Regions from separate parts of the Sus scrofa genome. Here regions 2 and 3 are each linked to region 1. The links are chromatin contacts, called in public HiChIP or PLAC-seq and promoter capture Hi-C maps. All regions are on one chromosome and are shown on one strand. Each heading gives the region's core, a stretch centred on a gene start, on an enhancer-like site or on the middle of the called end of the contact. The rest is flanking DNA. Distances are from core to core; before and after follow the strand shown. Region 1 holds the start of ABHD15 (protein ABHD15). Region 2 holds the start of NUFIP2 (nuclear fragile X mental retardation-interacting protein 2). Region 3 holds the start of TAOK1 (serine/threonine-protein kinase TAO1).

Region 1 (4,829 bases), core at 1,510-4,009:
ACTTTTTTTTTTTTTTTTTTGTCTTTTTGCCTTTTCTGGGGCCACTCCTGTGCATATGGATGTTCCCAGGCTAGGGGTCGAATCAGAGCTGTACTGCCAACCTACACCACAGCCACAGCAACATGGGATCCGAGCCACATCTGCAACCTATACCTTAGCTCACGGCAACGACGGATCCTTAACCCATTGAGCAAGGCCAGGGATCAAACCCGCAACCTCATAGTTCCTAGTCGGATTCATTAACCACTGAGCCACGATGGGAACTCCAACATTTTACTTTAAACTCTGTTAGTTTGCTTGTATTTTAAAAAGTAATATGCTATCCAAATGATAACAAATGTTTATGACCTTGATCAGTGGGGGAGGTATTCCTAGAGAGGGCTGAGTGGCAGAGGAAGTGATTGGGCATGGAATTAATTTGCAGGGTGAGTTCCCAAATGGGAACCTGAGAGCAACTGCTCTGGGGAAGAGGTACATCTTTGCTGTTTTCATGGCCCTGGAAAGGACCTGGCACCCTAACAGGGAGGCCAGGATGGGCAGCTCAGTCCTTTGTTTAGATTAATCCAGCCTAGCCAGCTGAATTTGGATAGGTGCCTTCTGCAGTCATTCAAAGGGGGCCTCAAGTTAGCAATCCCAAACTTCTATGGGTGGGACAGTTCCTGAAGGCCCAGGTTTCCTCTCCACTTCCTTCCCCTTGTCCTGCTGCTGGTACCGAGGGTCACCACTGATGGTGGTCATTTGTGGATAGAAACTGGCAATTAAGCCATGTGAGAGCACAGTGTCCCTGGACTGTTCTGGCAGGTCTGGGTTGCCATGGTAGCCCTTGGGCTGTTGTTGAACTCAGGGATGACCTTTGACTCAGAAGAGGAGTCAAAACCGGACAAGGAAAGAAAGAAATCACAATTTCCCCCATGTTCTGGGGCCTCTTACTTTCGCTATCTTATTTCATGATTATAACCACCTTAGGAGGTGGTTATTATTAACTGCATTTTAACTGAAGAGGGAAGCCAGGCTAACGGGGTCAGCTAACTTGCTGGAAATTCAGGATTTGAACCCCAGTGGGTTCGACTCCACATCCCAGGTCTTTATGCCATACCATACAGCCGTCATCATGTCTTTGACCTCATTCTGCCATCTCCTAGGAAAGCAACAGTGTGAGCTCAAGCCTGGCTATTTGCTGTGGGAAGGCTGCTCAGGCATTCTCGGTGGAAAAGTCTCCCTTGTCACCCTAGCGGGAAATTATTCTCTGTTTGGAGTTCTTTTTTTTTTAATTTAAATGTTCTTAATTTTTTTTGCATTAAATATTGAGTACATACCTAGAAATATGCAAAACATTAGTCAGATTTAAAGAATTTTAATAAATCAAATACCACCATATTTCTGATTCCTGTCACCTCTAGGTTCGGAGATTATAAGGAGACATCCTGGACAAATTATCAGTTACAGCTGCTTCCAGGGCCCTCTTTGCTGATTTGACAAGCTATGGACTAAGCGATGTACAGGTCAGGTGCTGCCTCTGCAGAAGTAGCGCAGGTGCTTGGGTTGCTAGGACACGATGGGGCTGTGGTGAGGCCAGAGGGCCCCGGGGCAGCAGTTCCTGCTCTAGCTAATGATGCTCACTGAGTCCGTTTGTTTGTGGCTTTTAAACCTGCTTCCTCTGGGCGCTTCAGAAAGTGTGAGGAGACCTTTGCCCAACTTGCTCTAAATCTACTTGTTCAGTACCAGGCAGGGCTGTTTCTCCGTCAGCCCCAAACTCTCTTCCCCCTACTGCCCGTCTACAGCCTCCATTACCCACCTGCTGAGGGCAATCTTCTGGTGAAGCAGAAAGCCCCGCTCGTAGGGCCAGGGCAGGCCGGCCTCAAACCACTCGCGGCAGCGAAGCACCGGCGAGATACAGGCAGCGCCAGTCACGTAGCTGGAGGAGCCACACTCGCCCAGGTAGGACAGCAGCAGCGCCGAGCCTGAGCCCTCGCTCACTGCGAACAGCGGGGCTGCGGGGTGGCGGAAGCGGATGTAAGTGATGGCCTCTTTGAGGTCGGACGGGTCCCCGAAAGGTTGCAGTCGGGGGCTGACCAGCGGGCAGCCGTGGTGGCCGCGACGGTGGAAGATGACCGGGTAGTAGCCGCGCTCCAGGGCCAGCAGGCAGAGGCCAAGCACGTTGCGGGTGAGGCGCCCCCAGGCATTGGGGATCACCAGGAGCACCGCCGGGAGGCCCCCGGCGTTGGTTACCCGGCGGCCCCGGGGGCAAGGTCCCACCACCCAGTCCAGGGCTACCAGCCCGTCGTCCGCCAGCTGCAGGTACTCCCGGGCCAGCTCAGGCCCCGGCCCCACCGGCAGCACGAAGTGGCAGAGGGTCTGCAGGTGGGGCCCGGAGAGCCACGAGCGCGGACCCAGCTCCAGCGCTGCAGAGCGTCGCAAGGCACGCAGCAGGCACTGGGCCAGCGCCGACGGCTTACAGATGAGCCTGCACCCGCCTGGGAGCGGCTCACGCCCGTCGCTGAACTGGTCCACTGGGCCTCCGCGGTCCACCTCCTCCTTGTGGCCCTGGCCCCGGTCCCTGGCAGGGTCCTCACTCCGACGGCGCGCTGCAGCCGAGGGGCCAGCAGGCCAAGCAGGGCGAGCGCGGCCAGGAGCAGGGCGAGGGCGGCGCTCCACGGCGGCATGGCGAGGTAGGAGAGCCCCCGGCCGGCGGCAAGCAAGCGGCGAGGAGGTCCCCTCGGCGAGCTCCCCGCTCAGCCCGCGGCTCCGCCCGGCCTCCGGGCTGCCCAGGGCCCTCCCGTGGGGGTGGGGGCGCGCTCTGGATTGGCCGCGGCCCCGCAGAGGCAGCCAGTTCGGGCCCGGCTCCCCTCACCCGCCCCCCACGCCCGCCTCGGGCCTTTGTACAGCAATTGCGACAAGCAGAAGCAAAAGGTGAAAGGAGCCGGGGCTACAGAGGGAGAGTTAGGATGAGCCGGAAGGGAGTCGGGTGGGGGCGGCAGAGAAGTGGGGAGACTCAGAGACCGAGGCTTGGGGGACCGGGATGAGGCTCAGAGTTCTCTGTCCCCGCCCCTCCGCCCCACGTTGTGTGCAGCTGCCGAGGAGACCCTGGTCGCTGCGCCCTCAAGGGCCACTGTTCAGAAGTAGCAGAAGGGAGAAGTGAACAAACCGCAGGTCCAGGCGCAGGCTCCGCGGGGCGGCTGCAGCTGCACCCGGAGCCACCAACCGCACCTCTGTGCCCAGGCTCCAGGCTCGGCAGTGCTCTCTGACCTCTGTGTTTGTCTCAGCCTAGTGGGAGCCCGCCACTGCGCAATAACTCGGCTGGGCAGGGGTCCAGCTCAGGGTCAGTGAGGGCCAGGGCAGGCATGTGCCCCGACAGCAGGTTTGCAGCGGGAGGCTAGAGCTCCAGGGAATTCTGGTTCCCTTGCTTACACCAGTGCCCTGTGCCAATCCCCCAGCCTCCCTCCATCTCGGGAGCGTGGGGCTTCTGTGGAACCTGCTTTCAGGTAGAGGAAATCCTCAGCATCGCTCCCCAGGATCTCCACAAAAGAAATAGCCCCAAAACTCTGAGAATAAACTGGAAGAAGAGACGCACTTAGGTGGCCTTCGAGGGGGTTGCCTGTTACCTGCGACCGGCCGTGGGAAGGGATAGATTATCCCCTTAGCAACCCAGTAACTGGCAATTACTGGGGAGCTGGGGAAGGGTAAGAAATCCCATGTAAGTCACAGATATGTGGGAGATGTTCCTGCTCTTTTTCAAAGTTTTGGGCTAGGCATTTCAGCCCACACCCTCCACCCACTTTCCTGTCTTTCCTCGAAATCATGAGTCGGGCCAAGGAGAAGGGCACAGGGGAGTGGACACCCAGGGGCGCACCGGGGCGTCTGGCCAGAGCTCCTTGCTGGGGGCGAGGCCGGTGACTCCTCCGCCTCACGCTGACCGAAGTCTCCCTGGGCACCCGCTGGCCACCGCTGAGATAATCATGAAAGCGGAGGCGGACATGGGGCACAAAGAAGCCCCCAGCCTGGCTCCAGCTTCCACCCGCTTCTGTGCCTGGGGAACGTGCAGGCCTGAGACCCCCCCCCACCCCCATCCCGAGGCTCCTCTGGATTCGGGCGCTATTTACAGGCGCGGGATGAGCTCAATGTGTAGCTCTAGGGCAGGGACCCTCTTCCTTCTGCAGCTCGGGCTTCGTGACTCTGGCCCTTTTCTAGATGCACGTCACACTGATGAGGCTGAAGCGTGTTTGCTGAAAGGGAGCGGACCCATTTCCCCTCCTGCTACCCAGTTTACAGGGATCCCATTTCCTGCTCTTAAACCCGCTCCACGATCCCACCCAGGCACTGCAGCTGAGCCCTACATGCCACGGAGACCCGCTGAGACGGATGCCCGGGCGAGGTAGGTGGTTCCGTCTGCCTCGCAGCTCGGCTGGGCGCGCAGTAGACCGGCTTCCACCCAACTTTTCCGGCTTGAGGTGGAGAACGCGTGCGCGCACGGTCCGGGCTGTGGGCGGGCACTGGGGCGGGGCGGGCACCCGGCGAGAGCGGCGGGAGCTGTGGGGGCGGGGCGAGGCGAGGGGCGCGCGAGCCCCGGGGAGTCGGGGCGCGCGGTCTGGGGTCGGGGCGGGACGGCGCGCGCGAGCCCGGGGTCTACGTGGGCACGCGGGCGGCGCGGGGGCAGGGCCAGGCTGCGCGCGCTCTCTCCCTTGCTGGGCGACTGGCCGGCTGGGGCGGGTCGGGATGGCGCCTCCTCCGCCTCCGCCCCAGCTGCTGCTCCTGGCAGTGCTGGTGGGGCTCCTGTGTCCCAGTGAGGTAAGGCGACCGGCTCCGGAGAAGCGTTTGGCTCGGGATCTCAA
Region 2 (4,829 bases), core at 685-3,184, 260 kb before region 1:
CCAACCTCATGGATGAGCCACCTCGGTTCACCCTTAAGGGCAAGAAAGCAGGGTGAAAAAAAAAAACAAAAACCCTCGCCCTTTCCCCCATCCAAACATTTTTTCTAATCTCGCCTTTCAATAACACTGCCCAACCCCAGATGGTAAATGTTGCGGCTAGGAGGGAGATAGAACAAGCTTTTTTTTTTTTTTTTTTTTTTTTTTGTAAAAATGAGCTGCTAGAAGGAAAAGGGCCCAAGAGAAAGCCTGAGAGGCGGAGTCGTGAGCGAACCTGGCAGGAGACGAGGTTCCTGTGGCAGAGAAACTCGTGACCGGGGAGCCTGGTTCCCGCTGGGTACCCCACCCGGCCTTCAGGCACCGCCTCTACCCAAAATGTATCCCCCCCGCCCCCCCCAGCCCTCCTGCCCGGAGAAGCACCCGCGGCCGCCGCCCGCGGCCTCCTTCTCTCTCAGCTCAGCTTCTAGGCCGGCTCCCAGCCCCGAACGCCCGCGCCTCCCGCCGCACCCGGGAGCGGGAAACGCGGCCGCCGGCGCGCGGGGCCCGGCGCAGGCCGCTCCCCTCGTGGCCGAGTCCCTCCCCCACCCCAACCGCCCCCGCCCCTCACCCCAGGGACCCGCCCGGGGCCGCGCGGCCGCCACCGGGTTACACAACCCGGCCGGCGACTGGGGGAGGGGCGGCCGCGGGCCGGGGGCGGCGGCGCCCCCGCAGTGTGGGGGGCGACGCGACGCCAGGGGGGTTCCCGAGCCACCCGGCTTCGCCGCGCTGTGCGCCCCTCGACACCCTTCCCCCTCTGTTCTTCAGTGGGCCGGAGTCAGTGACAGGAATCGGCTTCCAACATGGCGGACAGGAAGCGGCCTCGCGAGGAGGAGAGAACATTCCAGCCGCGCCGGCTCTGGGGGGAGCGGGCCTGGGGCGCCGGCCTCGGGAGGAGCCGTGAGGACAGACTACGAGGTCCGGTGCCCAAATGGGGCGTCTAGTGGTGGAAATGACCCGAGAGATAAAGGGTCCCAACCGCCCCCCCCAGACGGGGAACCCCAAGGCCACAGGTGGGCTTGGGGTGACGGGTGAGGAAGGACACTTCAAGTCTGCCCCCCTACCCTTTCCTCGCCGCCTGCAAAAGGGTCTCGCGACGCCACCCAAGTCGGAATTCGCTAGGCCTTCCCGAGTTACACCCCAAAGGATTTGGGAGGGGGCTAAGTTCGCCCCCAAATTAGGCTCCCTCCAGGGCCCCAGGAAGGCAAATGAGAAAGGAATATAGGGTTAGACTTCCAAGGCCGACCCTCCGAGTCTCCCTCCAGCCCGGGCGGGGGCCGGGAAGGTCACACAGGCCCGATTGGGCCTCTCCCATGCTGAGGGGAAGAAGAGGGCGCTGCAAACTCCGAGGCCCAACCCGAGCTTTTGGAGAATGAAAGGGGGCTTCCCCAGACCCGCAGGATGGGGACACACACACACACCTCGACCCGGTCCGCGCTCTCCCGATCCAGCCCCACCCCCATCTCCCCTACCCCCCCCACCCCATCCCCCTTCCCCCATTCGTTCTCCCTCCCGGACCTGTTTTCTTCTTCGGCGTTTCCTGGTGCTGCTGGAGGGCGTGTTTCTGCTCATGTTTCAGCGGCTTTGGCTGGGCCTTGGGACTGCCCTCGGCTCCATGCTGCAGGTATTGGTGAGGCTGCTGGTGATGGTGGTGGTGATGGTGGTTGTGGCTATGGTTGTAGAAATAATAATGGTGGTGGTGGTGCGGCGGCTGCTGCTGCTGCTGCTGCTGCTGCTGAGGGTGATGGTGCGGATGGTGGTGGCTGTGATGGTGCTGAGACTGTGGCTGGCCGGGCTTCTCCTCCATTGAAAGCGGCTGGGACTCTCTGGCTGAGGCTGCGCGCTGCTGCACCGTCAGGATCTGAGACTGCTTCTCCGGGCTCACTCAGTATATCTGAGCGCGTCTCGCCAGCGCACTGGTTAACAGAGCGATTCTGCGAGATTGGCAGCCGCACCCCAGCAATCAGAAGGCACGCTGAGCCTCAGGCCCCGCCCCTCGCCCAAATCCTCTTTCCTTCCCCTTGGCCGCTGCCTCCTGGCCAACGCCACTTACCCTATGCAACCTCACAGGGCCGGGCCTTCAACGTCAGCACTATGGCTCGCTCTTCTGTCGCTTTCTCTCCTTCACCGCGCAGTATGCGAACAGCACTTTCTACACTCCTCGCTCGAAAGCTAGCTTATGTCGAGGGTAGCAGATTCCACTGGTGATTTCACTGGCTCTGGGAGCCATCTGTTGGTTTTGCACCTCCTTAGAATCTGTTGGCTTTATTTATTTATTTATTTTTTGTAAATCCTTTTCCGGGTAACCAGAGGGGAAGCTCAATTCCCTTAACCCTGAGACCACTAAAGGGACAATATAAAAAGAGGAAATAAATACATTTTTTTTTTCAAATAGAAGAACTTCACAACCCAGTAGATCATTTTGTATTCTGGTTTCATTTTGCTTTGTATTCATATGCTAATCTCTTCCTTTCCACGAAGGGATTATAGGATTCCACAATGGGGTATCTGTGTAATTTTCTAAAAGGGCACAAAGGGTTTAAATCATTGTTTCTTTGTAGATGGAGGCAAGGGAGAGCGGGAGGAATGAAAATCTAAAATCTACACTGAAGTTTTATTGTTTTTTTTTTTTAACTCTGCAGGTGAGGTCAACTGTGGAACCAAGATAGGTTTTAGAATGTGAAGAGTTTCCAGAGAGAAAGAGGAGGAAAGAGCACTTTGAAAGTTAAGTTTTAAAAAATTTTTTTGGAAAATATAGGAATTTAAAGAAATAGTCTGTTGCATTTTGTAATACTGACTTAACTTATCCTGCATTACCACATCACAGCCTGATTTTTAAAAGCAAATGTTTAGTCAGGAGACTCACTACGCAGGAAGAAAGAGATTGTGATGGGGATGCACGGGTGTACTCTGATAATATTTTATTTCTTGACCTAGATGGTGATTACATATATATTTGCTTTATAATTATTTCGTAAACTGAATATGTATGTATGTGTAATTTTTCTCAGTGTATGTTATATTGGTTTTTTTAATTTACCATTTTAATCAGTTTTAAGTATGCTGTTTAGTGTTAAGTACAATCACATTGTTATAAAACCATCACTGTCCATCTCCAGAACTTTTCATCATCAGAAACTGAAACTCTGTACCCGTTAAACAGTAACTCTCCATTCCCTCTTTCCCCCATGCCCTAGTAACCTTTTTTTTTCTACTTTTATGACACCTTATATAATTGAACTCATACAATATTTGTCCTTTTGTGTCTAGCTTATTTCACTTAACATAATGTCGTCAAGGTTCATCCATGTTGTGGTATGTATCAGCCCTTCCTCTTTTAAGAGTTCCCATTGTGGCACAGCAGAAACAAATCCGACTAGGAACCAGGAGGTTGCAGGTTCGATCCCTGGCCTTGCTCAGTGGGTTAAGGATCTGGTGTTGCCATGAGCTGTGGTGTAGGTCACAGATTGTACCTCAGCTCTGTGGTTAGACCCCTAGCCTGGGGACCTCCGTATGCCTCTGGTGCAGCCCTAAAAAGGAAAAGAAAAAAAAAAATTCTTTCACTTTTAAGGCTGAATAATATTCCACTGTATGCATATGCCACATATTATTTTTCCATTCATTCAGCAATGGCTATATGAATTTCTTCCTCAGTGTATGTTATACTTTACAATTTTTAAAATGTGGCTTGAGTTCCTATAGCAGGACAATGTTAAAGGAACACAGAAGCTTACAAGGAAGTTTGTGCTTTGAAGTTAATGAGTATCAGCACAGAAATATAATTAAAAGGTAAAAACCTTTTTCCAAGAGCAAATGTCACCGAATCCAGACAACCATGTCCAGACCTTGACTTATCCTTTATAGAGAGGATTTGCATTGCCTTGCTAAATTTTAAAGAAAGACCCTTTTGATGGAGGGGGAGTACATTCACCCAATTTTGAGACCTAAATCCCTAATAATGACATGTCATGACAAATAAGTCTTTGCCATTGAATAGTATTGCACCACTTTCCCATTTATTAAAGAAATTAAAGTGTTTGTAGAATTTAGGATTATGTTGATAGGGCTTTATAGTCTTTTGCTGACTTGAGCATTTGGTTGGAAATCAAAAATCCCTGAGTCATAACTTCCCTTTCTACATTTTCTAAATTGTAGTTGCAAGCACACCAAAAGCACTCGCTCTGAGTTTCTGACTTTTCACACCCTAGCCTGCCTTAGTTTCTCTACACACAGTCATATGAAGTTTAGGAAGCTAAGCCTTGCTCTCAGATGCTCTAGTTTCAATGGATGTTGGTGTTGTAGTACATAGTAATATGGAGAAAGTTTGTGATGTAACAGAAGGAAAAAGTGCAAAATACTAAAATTTACATACAATAGGAACATAAGCTTGTAAAAATATGAATTTTTAAAAATAAGTATGGAAATACAACAGTAGGAGGTATATCTTTTCTTCCACCTGATTTTTCTAAAATAATTTTATGTGAAATATATTTTGATATTTGCCACATATTTGTGTTTTTTTGTTTTTGGGTTTTTTTTTTTTTTTTTTGCTTTTTGGGACCATACCTGCGGCACATGGAGGTTCCCAGGCCAGGGGTCTAATCAGAGCTGTTGCTGCCAGCCTATGCCACAGCAAGTCCAGATCCAAGCCACATCTGAGACCTACACCACAGCTCACAGCAACGCTGGAGCTTAACCCACTGAGGAAGGCCAGGGATCAAACCCGAAACCTCATGGTTCCCAGTCAGATTTGTTTCCACTGTGTCACGACGGGAACTCCTATAATGTTTTAATAA
Region 3 (4,829 bases), core at 1,181-3,680, 160 kb before region 1:
GTTATGTTACAACAAAAGTGTTAGAGATACATAGTCAAGTACATATTTATAGGTGAAACGTTATGATGGTTTATTAGATATTTACTTACATGGGGGGGTTAAAAGGTAGTGGGAGAATAGGTGAAACAAAACTGCAGAAGTGTGATAACAATTGAAGCTGGGTGGTGTATACATGAAGGTTTATTATTCTATCCAACTTTTTTTTTTTTTTTTTTTTAAGGGCCACAGGTGCGGCATATGAAAGTTCTCAGGCTAGGGGTGGAATCAGAGCTGCTGGCCGACACCACAGCCACAGCAATGCCAGATTGAGCCGCATCTGCAACCTACACCACAGCTCATGGCAATGTGGGATCCTTAACCCACTGAGCAAGGCCAGGGACCGAACCTGCAACCTCATGGTTCCTAGTGGATTCGTCAACCACTGAGCCACAACGGGAACTCTGCCCAAATCCTTTTTTGTATGTTTGAAATTTTCTATAAAATATTAATAACATTCACAACATTGTAAATCAACTACACTTTAATAAAACTCTGTAAAATTGAGAACAAAAACTATGGGGAGTTCCCATAGTGGCTCAGTGGAAACGAATCTGACTGGCATCCATGAGGACGCAGGTTTTTGTTTTTTTTTTTTTTTTTTTTTTTTTTTGTCTTTTTGCTATTTCTTGGGCCACTCCCTTGGCATATGGAGGTTCCCAGGCTAGGGGTCCAATTGGAGCTGTAGCCACCAGCCTACACCAGAGCCACAGCAACATGGGATCCGAGCCGCCGCGTCTGCAACCTACACCACAGCTCAAAGCAACGCCGGATTGTTAACCCACTGAGCAAGGGCAGGAACCTCATGGTTCCTAGTCGGATTCGTTAACCACTGCGCCATGTCGGGAACTCCAGGACGCAGGTTTGATCCCTGGCCTCACTCAGCGGGTTAAGGATTTGGTGTTGCCTTGAGTTGTGGTGTAGTTCACAGACACGGCTTGTATCTGACGTTGTCTGGTGTTGCCTTGGCTGTTGCATAGACAGCAGCTGCAGTTCTGATTCGACCCTTAGCCCAGGAACGTCCATGTGCTGCACCTGCTGTAAAAGAGGTGAAAAAAGGAGCAGGTGGAGGAAGAGGGGCTCCAGATGCAGGAAAGGAGAAATAACTGGTCTTGAGTGGTGCTGCGAAGAGGTACACACGTTTCAAGATGGAAGGAGTAACAACTATGTCAAATATTGTAGCTATCGAGAAGGAAGGCATTAAAATGACTCCATTAGACATAGCAACTAGGAGGTCACTCTTGACCTTGGCAAATCAAATTCTTAATTTTTGATAGAGGTGGGAAGATAGACAACTTTTTCAAGAACTTGTCTGTGGAGGAGAGGTGAAGATTGTAATCTTTCTTTTTCCCTCAAAGAAGGAGAAAGCAGGGCATTTTTTTATGCTCAGGAGAAGTCGCCATTTGAGAATTGTTGACAATGTAGGTGAAAAGAGGAATGACTGACAAAACAAGGACCCTTACTAGGAGAGGGAACATTTAAAACAAATTAAATATATATCCTACTGAAGCAGAGAGCTTGCTTTTTCTCACCACTGCCAGGGTACTTTCCTAGTTTACTGTAACTTTCAATAACTGTTCTGGAGTACATTTTCACTCATAAGCCCCACACGACATGTATTTATCTCAGTTGTTTTACTGATTGATGAACCAAATTTTTTTTTTTTTTATGACTGCTCCTTAGGTATTCCTTTTGGTTCCTGAATAAAATTGCTCTGTTTGCAATCCACTGAAGGGGTTTTCCCCTTAAAAAAAAAAAAAGTTTTTTACTACAAGAATGAGAAGCACTACCTCTTCCCTTAGGACTCTAGCTTGTTTACTGCTCTTGTCACTCAACCTACTCAAGCAATTCACAAAAACTTTTCAAGAATTTGTCCCTTTCCTACCATCCCTAACATATAGGATGGTTTACATCTGTATTTACAACTCTTATTACCATTCCAGAAATTATTATAAACTTATAGAATCTGAAATACTCAATTATATATTGATTACGCTGACCAGTCAACCCCTGAATTCCACAGAGGACAAGAACTAAGGTGTGTAAAAATGGGATATTCAACGTGTCAGGGCAAATTTCTCAAGCGCGGGGTTAGTGGGGAGGGCGGGGGGCGGGTATTTTGGAAGTGGGAAAAGCAAAGGAGGAGAGCAGATAAGCTCTTCTTTCTTAGATTTCAGGGTGAAATGAATACACCTGATGCCCGCGTGAGAGAAGAACTCTGCCAGCTGAGTGAAATTGGGCTGGACAGAGGCTGGAAGTCGGAGCTACTCGTGAGACTCCGCCCAGTGTAAGCACTCGCGCGCTCCCGTCTTGTCTCGCGCAGGGTCGGGTCTGTCAGGCGGGAAATCTCGCGAGATCGGAGACTGGGATGACTGTCGGGAGGAGGGGAGTGGTGTTGGGGAAGGGGGGAATCTGGGCAGCGGCCGGGCTCTGTGGCTTCAGGGCTCGGAGAGAGAGAGGGAGGGTGGCTAAGAGAGTGAGTCTGTGCTGCCAACCGCCTAAGAAGAGAGGAGGGGTCCCGCCTGCCTGCGCCCTTCGCGGGCCGAGAGCGCGAGGCACCCGCGAACCTTTGAGGCCTCAGGCCCCTGGGGACCCCGCCCCGCCGCCGGCCGGCCGGCCCGTGGCCTCTCTTCCCTTTGTGAGCGCCCCCTTCCCAGGGGTGGTGGTGGTAGTGGAGGGTTGTGCCTCGGCCCGCCCGCCGAGGGGCCGCGGCGGGGAACCGAGAGGGCCTCGGCTGTGTGAGGACAGGAGGCGGCCGAGGCCCGAGCCGGTTCCCCGGAGGCGGCGGCGGCGGCTCCCGGCACTTCCCCGCGCCATCTTAGCTGAGCCTAAGCGCTGAGGGCGCCTCCTCGACCCCGGTCGTCCCCTCGCCCCCCCCCCCCCGCCCCTCGTCGCAGAGCTAGGGCTGGGCGGCTTGCTGGGGCTCCGGGGGGGGGGGGGCGGCAGTCTGTCGCCTGGCCCCCTCCTCCTCCTCCTCACTCCTCGAGCTCCAGCGCAGCGGCTACCCAAGCGCTGCAGGGGGCTACGCCTGCCTACTCCGCCCCAGACCTGTCGGCTAAAGGGTAAGGGCACCTCTGCTCTGGGAAAGGGAGACATGGAGGGGGCGGGGAAATTCGGCCCACTCTGGCCGCGGCGCGGAAGAGGGGATGTGGGGGTGGGGTGGGGGAGGGAGACAAGGAGGGTCTGTGATTCTGTGGGTGGGGTGAAGAAGCTGGTGAGCTGGGCGCCCTCCCGTTTGGAGGGGCTAGAGCAATTACTTTCCTCTTTCCTGAGGGTCACCGGAAGGGGGTGGTGGAAGGAGCCGTCTCGAGGAAGGTGTGGCCCTCCTAGGGAGACTGGGTTGATGTGCACCCCGATTTAAAGGCGCGAGGTCCTTTTCCCTTCTGATCCCTCTGCTCCTCCCTCTCCTCCTTTGTAGTGTCTGTGTATTCCTGGGAAGGGAGACTGCTCAAGGTAGCCTACTGGGTGGATTCCCACACATCCACCCCCACAGGAAATCTGTACCCGTCTTCTGTAGGGGTGATGGAAGCATTTCTTTCCCTGTACCTTTCCCCATCCTTTAGTGTACTGCAATGCTGCAGAAGTCCAAGGCAGTTTCTTCATACACAGGCCCATGTATATACTGAAGGGAGAGGGAGCAGGAGAGGGAAGTAATGGCGCTTCCCTTGCAAAGGTTATCCCTCTTCCTTTGGTTTTAAATCCTTAATAGTACCGGTATAATTCTGAGATCTGTCCCTGGGAAATATATCTGTTACTGTTGGGGGATATGGCCTCTCAGAGAGGCGCTGCCGGTTTAGAGTTTTGATGTCTCTCTCGCTCTCTTTTTTAAACACTGTGTTGACTTTTTTGTGTGAGCATACCGAGTTTTTGTTAGGAGTCAAATAAAATAATTTTGTACTCTCTCATTTCCCTTTTTTTCTTCCTATGATTTTTGTAGTTCTTGAAAAATTATTAAAGATTATATATGGACAGGCCATCTGATAGACATTCCTTCTCCCTGAACTTTGAATTTTTAGGGTTAATACTATTTTGTATAACATTGAAATTGAAATTTTCTGAAAATGATTAAGTTACAAACCTTTCTGTAGCAACTGCTTTATTAATGTAATGAAAAAATAATAAACATTAGTTTGTCTAATTATGCTGCAGTGGGATCTATATTCTGTAGTCAGTAAGTTATTTTTCCACTTCTTTTGCTTCATATCATGTTTGTTTAAAACAAATCATCTTATCTGGTTTACAGTAATACTTGTTGGTTTTGTTTGGTAGAGTAGAAATAAATTAAAAAATATATCATTCTGGAAGTGTGTTACAAGTTCTTGTGACCAAAGAGTAGTCGAAGTCTACAGTCTTTAAGTGTTTAGATTTACTGATGAAGTGATTTCAAAATATTCTATATATGAATATTCATATAATTAACTCACAAAGTGATGAAGATGACTAAACTAAGTACAGAGATCATGTCTTGACATTTTACTAACAAGTTGTATTTGGTGTTTAAGCTGTACTTAGTGACTTATTTTTAAATACTTCCAAATGCCGTCTACATTTTACATTGTCCTTCAGAGCTTTTTTGGTGTATTTGTTGCATTTTGAAACCTGTTTTAAGACAGGAATTTAAAGATGTTAGTAGTGTTAAGCCTTAATTTAGTTTCTGTAATCTTATTTCATGATTTTGATATGGGGACACATTAACGATACATTAAGTCAATCTTTATTTTTCTTCAGCAAATGGAATTCTTGCTTTACTCTTTCTTTGACTTTATCTGAATTCATTTTAACTTAGTCTTGAG

What was found. Promoter capture Hi-C pulls out the DNA fragments that hold promoters and counts their contacts. HiChIP or PLAC-seq counts read pairs in DNA pulled down with a chosen protein or histone mark.
Region 2: a contact with region 1 is called in an H3K27ac HiChIP or PLAC-seq map of alveolar macrophages. The contact joins the promoter of NUFIP2 here to the promoter of ABHD15 in region 1. A contact is called at or near these places in 1 of 5 promoter capture datasets (fetal liver) and 1 of 2 datasets of contacts at active chromatin or transcription factors (alveolar macrophages).
Region 3: a contact with region 1 is called in a promoter capture Hi-C map of liver, with 3 times the contacts expected there. The contact joins the promoter of TAOK1 here to the promoter of ABHD15 in region 1. A contact is called at or near these places in 2 of 5 promoter capture datasets (fetal skeletal muscle and liver), 1 of 47 Hi-C or Micro-C datasets (mesenchymal stem cells) and 2 of 2 datasets of contacts at active chromatin or transcription factors (alveolar macrophages and skeletal muscle).

What each region holds. Positions count from the first base shown.
Region 1 is chr12:45,759,091-45,763,919 of Sscrofa11.1, forward strand. ABHD15 (protein ABHD15) reads right to left here and starts at 2,760. Exons shown (of 3, transcript XM_013989996.2): 1 at 2,546-2,760; 2 at 1,796-2,543. The coding sequence starts at 2,663. TP53I13 (tumor protein p53-inducible protein 13) reads left to right here and starts at 4,590. Exons shown (of 8, transcript XM_003131797.6): 1 at 4,590-4,785. The coding sequence starts at 4,714.
Region 2 is chr12:45,504,653-45,509,481 of Sscrofa11.1, forward strand. NUFIP2 (nuclear fragile X mental retardation-interacting protein 2) reads right to left here and starts at 1,935. Exons shown (of 4, transcript XM_021067508.1): 1 at 1,552-1,935. The coding sequence starts at 1,840. LOC106507970 reads left to right here and starts at 364. Exons shown (of 2, transcript XM_021067509.1): 1 at 364-951; 2 at 2,676-3,474. The coding sequence starts at 373. The coding sequence ends at 2,702. It also overlaps the pseudogene LOC100519797.
Region 3 is chr12:45,594,637-45,599,465 of Sscrofa11.1, forward strand. TAOK1 (serine/threonine-protein kinase TAO1) reads left to right here and starts at 2,431. Exons shown (of 20, transcript XM_003483075.4): 1 at 2,431-3,098.